2 separate regions of the Ostrinia nubilalis genome follow, and region 1 is linked to region 2. A link is a contact called in public Hi-C data. All regions are on one chromosome and are shown on one strand. Each heading gives the region's core, a stretch centred on a gene start, on an enhancer-like site or on the middle of the called end of the contact. The rest is flanking DNA. Distances are from core to core; before and after follow the strand shown. Region 1 holds the start of LOC135084431. Region 2 holds the start of LOC135084592.

The links. A called contact is a pair of places that touch in the nucleus more often than the background predicts.
Region 1: a contact with region 2 is called in a Hi-C map of whole larva, with 2.7 times the contacts expected there. The contact joins the promoter of LOC135084431 here to the promoter of LOC135084592 in region 2. A contact is called at or near these places in 2 of 5 Hi-C or Micro-C datasets (whole body and whole larva).

What each region holds. Positions count from the first base shown.
Region 1 is chr26:4,958,510-4,962,716 of ilOstNubi1.1, forward strand. LOC135084431 reads left to right here and starts at 2,911. Exons shown (of 17, transcript XM_063979214.1): 1 at 2,911-3,026; 2 at 3,961-4,078. The coding sequence starts at 2,911.
Region 2 is chr26:4,823,059-4,826,650 of ilOstNubi1.1, forward strand. It overlaps LOC135084592, which reads right to left and starts at 1,912. Exons shown (of 5, transcript XM_063979365.1): 1 at 1,712-1,912; 2 at 1,335-1,583; 3 at 821-979; 4 at 1-734. The coding sequence starts at 1,512. LOC135084487 reads left to right here and starts at 2,754. Exons shown (of 11, transcript XM_063979274.1): 1 at 2,754-3,163. The coding sequence starts at 3,109.

The DNA of each region.
Region 1 (4,207 bases), core at 1,661-4,160, 140 kb after region 2:
CAATATTGTATTCTCTACATTATTTAATGAATTTGTTTTTGTTTTAAACTTTTACACTTCACAAACTTTTAAGCGAAATATCGATTAACACTGTGTTCAGAACAGTTGTGAAATTACATGTAGTTCCGTGTAACATTAATAATAAGTATTACTAATTATATCAAAGTAGTCTTTGATAACAATAAATGATCTTTTTTCAAAATCTTAGTTTCATTTTGCACAATATGTGTCCTCATCAAACAAATTGCACCCGTATGCACAGCGTTGAATAGAGCTCTGTGATTGTTTCGCGCACTGTGAGACCTCATAGTAATGTTTGGGAATACGGGCGTTAGGCTGGGTGTGCACCATCTTACTTTAAGGGTGTTTTTAATATCATGCGGATTTCATCACGGACGCGAGATTGCCCCACATGCGTGACACGTGTGAAGTGTCCTTTTCATACAAGTATTTGTAGTCCCGCGCCGCGTTACGTTACGGTTAAAGTTACTTAGGCGGTGCAACTACAGATAGAGAACCTTATTACAAATGACAGATTGAATGGAGTTTGATATAAATTTTTGTAATAACGCGTCTAAGAAAATGGTCGCCAATCGCCATGGTGAAAATCGATCGGAAACATCATGGATGCGAAAACTGCAATGGATTTTAATTTTACTAAAATTGCTTTAATTTTACTTTGCTTTGTATGATAGTTTTGTTTAGTGGCCATAGAGGCCAAAAAGTTGACAACACAACAACCTTAATCCAATTGCAACAAAGACGTGTTGCGAATTTAATAGCTACTTTGGGTCTCACGAACTATTTGACGCTGACTGTACTATGTAATTTATTTGTATTTGGAGCGAGTTGAAAACTTAACTCCATGCTACAAATTCAATATTCTTGATGTCTTACTGCATTTCCATGAAATATCTTCAAGAAGCGACCCAAAAAGTTCTGTCGTATCGATTTACGAAGATCCCTTTGTCGGAGCCTCCAAATGGTGTTCCACACGCGAGATATGGTGCCAGGCGGTGTCATGGAATGTACATTAAACATAGACAGCCTTCGTGGAATAGCTATAGTAGCCTACCTATAAGATAAGATGGCCTTATAGCTTTAAATCACAAATGCGAAGGTGATTCCTTTACGTTTTCAGCTTCAGTTGTGACGAACTTAGCAAAACTATGACTGAAATTCTCAAATAATAACTTATATGAAAATTCATAAAGGGATAAGTAGGACCTAAGATCTTCTTCTTATCGTGTCGACAACAAACCTACACAGTGTCAGCCAAAAACTCCGCTAAAAGAGTGGCGTTGTCAGCAGCATTCATTAAATCCTCCTGCGTGCAGTTGTTTGGGCACGAAGGGCACGACATCATGTGCTTCATCGACTGGGGAACAAAACCGCACCTGCACTCCAAGTTTGAGCCATCCAAGAATCCCCACCTGAACAGATTGTCCTTACTACGGCCGACCTGCGCCCGAAGTCTATTTAGTTAATATGTAGGTACCTATTATACCAGAGAACATTGATTTTGATTTTCCCGAAGGCATATACTATATAATGTAACGTATCTACCTAAGCATAAATGTTACCTGACACCCTGCGTAACTATAATAATATAGGCGAGTTTCTACACCATCGCCCCCATCACCAATCCGGATTTTCTATTGTACGATGGAATTAGGTCGTTTTCTTTGGCGAAGCTAGCAATGAAAACATCAGACGTTTCATTGTTCGCATTACTTACTTAGCTCTATAGAATCGCCACAATTTTTCAAGCAAGCAGCAACCGAACAAAATCAAAGGTGCATAAGAAAACTTCGAAACTAAACTAAATTATTTATTATACCCAAGTTCAGTAGTAACGCCTTACTTATTCGGTAAAAAAATATAATTATTTTAACAAGGCAAGTTTTATAAAAATATTTTTATGGATTCAGAAAAGGTAACTTCTGCGTTCAGCTTTACAATGTGAAAATCTTGGGTAATTACTTTGTTATTGTACGTTGCAATAGATACTTATCATAATATTTGGTATTTCCAAATTATAGGCTCTACAATACGCAGTTTTGTTACAGGCAGTTACTATCGCGTGATCAGTTTTCCCTCCAAAACCGTAACGTCTCAGGAATCACGCAAGACACTGCCTGTCACGTAGTGCGAGAGACGTGGTGCAGGGACCAGCATTGTATACCTAAGAATGTTAGATTTACCACTATTAACTGGTTGGCTTACAGATAATTCCCTATGGCATTAAGTTCACAAACTAAATTTAAATAACTTGAAAACATCGAATTGCTTAAGGTTATTAAAGCAACGCTTCTTTTTTTGTCATGTAGGTACTTAGCTTACTACACACGACGTTTAAAACATATAAATACTGGTGTTATTTTAAACTTTATGACAGTGTCTCAATAAGTTTGATGGAAACTTCCTTGTTCATCTGTCCGAAAACCAATTTAAGATATCGTATTATCCAAGTAAACTAAAATTTGGTGTGATATGTGTAAAAACATCTTACATAAGCTAGCTATTTTAGCTTCCCATCTCCTGGACTAATCTAGGCTCATCCCGAAGAAAATGTACACGCTAGAGCGAGATCGACACATAGGTTTTCCACATAAAAACAAAAGAGACAGACGACAGGAAGTTCTGTTCCTTAAAAATTTTCATTCCTTTTCTGATGTTGATCGTCTGTTGTCGTACGCAATGGGTTCTAAATTTGAAAATTTGAATTTGTAGCTTCCAAATTCGAATTTGATAGTTCTAAAAATATATAGGTTTTATTATCGCGTAGTTTGAAATACAAACTTTTTAGTATCGGCCAGTTTAAAAAGAACTTCAGAGTTTGAAAATTTTGTGTATTAAAACCTATTTTGGTTGATGACTATAGGTCTTTTGTGGCTGGTTTTTTAAAATATGGGGTCTACGAGTTATTTGAGCAAGCCAAAGTCTCCGAGCTATAGAGTCAAGAGTGGTTCCAGCGCTGGATCTGACAAAGACATGAATGGTAAACTGAAGCGTGCAAAAATAAGGTGAGTTTAAAATAAATCATTAAAGTAGGAATTAAATTATTTGACTTTTTTTTTATTTACAAATAATGTGAAGTACCTTCAGTACCTACTAAAATTCCCTAGTTTTCTTAGGATGCGATTTATTCTTTTAAGTTAAATAAGCATTGTTTTTTCATTCTCTGAGTGGATTTAATATTCTGAATTTAACCAAAGCAGTAAGATAAGGATTTTGTTTTGTTTATTATGTCAATTAATTAATTATTGTTACCTAAGTATGAATGTATGACTACTTCGTCGTTGTTTTAATAGTTATTTAATTTATTTCACATAATTAAAGTGTCCGCCCGCGACTTTGTACGCGTGGACCCCGTTTTACCCTTAAACCGATCAAAAATCGAATCTGGGACCCACTGCGCTCAAAGTGATCACACCGCACCGCTACGCCATCCGTCAAAATATTATGCTATTCATTTTAAAAGTTAACAAACGTTTCGTTTCACCTGGTTCCTTACTTTCTGTTAACTGTGAAAAAGTTTTTGAACTTTATTTATTTCTACAGTACAGACTCAGACATACTCGTACATAATACTTACAATCTATACCTAACTACTCCGACATTTTAATTAATTTCCATTATCACAAACTCCACTTGTACCATAACCTCAATTTGATAAATTACGCATTAATTCATTCATAGCAACAGACCGCGAAATTTTGTTGACGTTAACAACGGTTGCCATGGCAATGGAAAATTTGTGTAATCAATATCATTCCATTTTCGAAACTAAAATGTCTTACTGCACACAGTACCGAGCGCAATGCGACACTTGAGTTCGAATTTTGAATTTTACTTTTAAATTTAAGTTCCGAACTGGAATTTAGTTTTTTGTTTTATTTTTAAAAATGTGAAAGTGACGAAGGAGTTTTGTGAAATGAGTACCTACTTCCCGTATAGGCGGCCGTCGAAACTGAACGAGTATGGCCTGAAGAGGGTGCCGGACTACACAGAGCTAGCGTACAAGGAGGCTGTGTCCAAACTGCGATACTTCTTGTCGGGGAACTATGCTCCAAGCGTAAGTACTATTTTTAAACTTTTTCAAACTAAGTAGATACCTACTTGAGTTTACCTACAGATACAGCAAAGGAAAATAAGTTTTTTTTTAATAAGTTTATTAAATTTTGGTTGTGTTTTCTTAAACCTT
Region 2 (3,592 bases), core at 662-3,161:
TAAATCGTTGGTGCTATTTTTCAGATCTTTATTTTTTGTTTCCTCATAAAAATCTTCAGTGTTTCTCATTAGATTGTTACCAAAATCATCAAGTAGTTTTTGATAAGATTGATCAGAACAAACTGAACTATTTATATCTTCATAGTTGACGTAGTTAGACAGTTGTCTTAAATTAAATGCATGGTGTCTGTGCAACGTCCTGCTATCTTTGTCTGATAATATTTTTCTTAGCTTCTTCTTTACATTGGCCAATCTCTTATCATTTTCAGTGCCATCATCTAATGGGTTTTTATAGTCTTTGACGATGAAGTCCTCATCGTCATAATAGTTAGATGACCTACTTTTACCACTTTTGGCTCTTCTATGCTTGCCAGAAAGTACTGCAATTTCTTTTGTTTCCTTTTGGAATGAGGGGGAGTGCTTTATAAGTGGTACTTTCCCTTGTTTCATGCCATCAAATCCAAGCATGAGATTGGAACTTTTGATATCTGAATGAGTGTATCCCTGATTGTGAAGGTACTCCAACACATCTAGAATTTGAATTGCCAATACAAGCACATTTTTCAAGTCCAAAACCTTTGTTCGGGCAATAACTTTCTGGAGATCAATGTCATATCGAGGGAGGACCAGGAATCTGTATTTCACACCGGTGTTTTCATCAGTGAAAGAGCCGCTGGCAATGTATACTGGCATCCCAAGGCGTTTCTGTTTCTTCTGCTGTCTCCATGATTTGACTGGAATAAAATGAAAATCAACAGTTTAGATTTCACAATAACTTATTTTCATGTGAATATTACTATTAATATGTACTGTGTCTTACCTCTGGCTGCCTGAGCAGACCTGATCAGACAGTGTATCTCAACGAACAAGGGCCCGTTTGTGTGTGGTTCAATTTTGACCACATATCTCGCATTATGTTTTGTTACTTCAGCATCTACATTGTCTGAAGCTAGGTATATCCTGCCAAAGCTACCTCTGCCTGTAAAACAAAAAAGAACATCAATTTTTTTTACATAATATTGGGTAAAAATAGGAAATTTATAGTTATTCTTAAACCAAGTAATAATACTGTGTGGTAATTATTTGTTTGTTAAAAATTATAAGAAGTAAATCAATATTTACAAAGCCTAACATTGTTACTATATGACTAAGACAGCTCCAAATCATGTGGTATATATCTAACAATGTACCTACTATGCATCATGATCTAATGCATCAACTTTCACTTTTATTTCCCTCTTCAAATGTTAAGTTATCAAGTACATTCTAGTTCTGACCATTAGATTAGTGACTTTTTTAGAAAGTTTACTGGTATTTATTGCGTATCTACTCACCAATAGGTTTTCCAATACGCCATTTCTTCTGTTGTACATCAGAAAACACAATTCCAGGTGGGAGAGCCTCATCGTCGAAGAAACTCACATCGAGGCTCGGGGGCTCCTCCAAAGTCTTACATTTCTTCTTCGGGGGCATAGGCAGTTGCACCACATCAGTCCCGACGCGACGCGGCATTATAAAAACATCCAAAATTGCAGGGTTCAATGATCCTACAACTTTACGACTTGGCCACCTAAAGCGGAACGCTGAAATGAAATACGAACGTTATGAACACTTCGTTAGTACTCAAAGTTAATCTAATAAAGCAAAACGTGCGACAAAATGTGCAATATAAATAATAATAGGATAAAAATGTTACCCAACAAATACGTACCTCAAATCATCTCAGTTCGCAGAATTTACCACTCTTTAGCTGCTACCTTTTGCACGATGATGACAGTTTCGGCACAATTAGCAATAACACAGTATACTTTAACTCAATTTAGATGTAATTCACGCATTAAAATCAACTAATGGACGATGCACAACAACTGATTACAAGAATCGCCATGTTGTTAAAATCAACCGATCAATGCTCATGGTGGCGTCTGTCGCATTATTTTGACGTTTCATTAGGTAACGTAACGGAGTAACGGTTTTGTTTGTAGAAAATGTATTTTCCAAGGTATTTTTTTATCACTCGAAATAAATTGACGCTAAATCAAGTTATAAGAATATCATTATTTGGAAAACTAAGTAAAATAATAATTCCACATAATTAAATTTAGATATTTTAGGGTTACGTCAAGCATTGAGACGTTAAAATAAAGCCGTGATGACGTTTGTCAAATGTTCGCGGGTCAAGTTCGAAACAGCTGATTGATGAGCCATTTGTTTTGTTTGTGACTTGCTTAGATTAATAAAATGACTTGTGAAATTCAGCTGCAAAGTTTTTAAAACTTATTTATTAATTAATTATTTATTTTGTCAATAAGACGATTACATTATTGATTTCTAGTTTTTCAAACCAATAGATTTTTTCTAATCAATGATTGTGATGTTGTGATTCCAACCTCCATAGTTTTTAAGATCAAGAAATAAGCTAACTTGAAGAAAAAAGCCTGCCTACCTAAAAGTAAGTATTGTATAATTTATTTGTATCCTTCATGCATGTGTAGATTTAGTCATGATGTGAAATTGAAATATTTAATACCTATCTACCTACCTAGGTACCCTAAATTAGACGTAGCTAAGTAAGACGTGATTAAAAGTACGACGATGGCATGAGACATAATTCTTAACTTTGCTTATCACCTAATTAGATATTGATTCAATAAAAAACATCGCGTGAATCGGAGCCATAATTTCCATTTGCTTTAATGAATCGTTTTCGTAATCATTATCTTGAGTGATGTAGATTTTATCTAGAACCAGCGTAGAGTTTATAGGTTGGCGTTAGTAATCCTATTAGGCGAGTTTATCATGGTGTGGGACTGCAGTGCACCGTGATTTGAGTGCAAGCGAGTGAAGCGGGTGCAAGGCGCCGCAGTGAGGACTGAGGAGGGCGAGGAGAGAGGAGGTCGAAACTTTTTCAACTCATTCACCGGTCGGCTTCGCGGGACAACGCGCGCGCCCTCCCGCTCCGTTTCCCAACGCGACTATTGTTTGTCAACAAATTATGTAACGACAAAGTTTACTCTGTGTTTGGTGAGATAAAATCATAAGACAGCAGTGTTCTTTTGTTTTATTTAAACTAAACAACATGTCAAGCTAGAATCAAACAGTGGCACGATGGACGGAGCTAACGCCGACTCGGATCACTCTATGACTTGGGAGGACTTTTTCGGTGTGTACTTTTAACTTAGTTTAATTTTAGCGCCTTTGATAGCATGAATTAAAAAAAATAGAAGAAAGTTATTTTTATTAAGTAGGCAGGACGCCGTTCGAAGTTTGAATTTTAAAAGTTTGTTACAATGTTTGTAAAAATTGTTTAATGTTTATCACAATCTTGCAGTCGTGAATTTCCCGAGGCGACGCAGGGAAGGGACAGGTTTACACAGCATTTCCCCTTATGGAGGCGTGCTTCGCGTTCACTGCACCGCTTGCTGCAATGCCTGCAATAAGCCAAGCGATCGCGGCTCGTTTATTTTACGTGATCAATCATTTGATGCTTGTGAATTACGCCTACCTTCTGTATTTATGAACGTGATACGAAAGGAATTTTGTACTTCGTAAGCTGAATCGGCTGTAGGTAAATTTTTTGCTTATTACATTT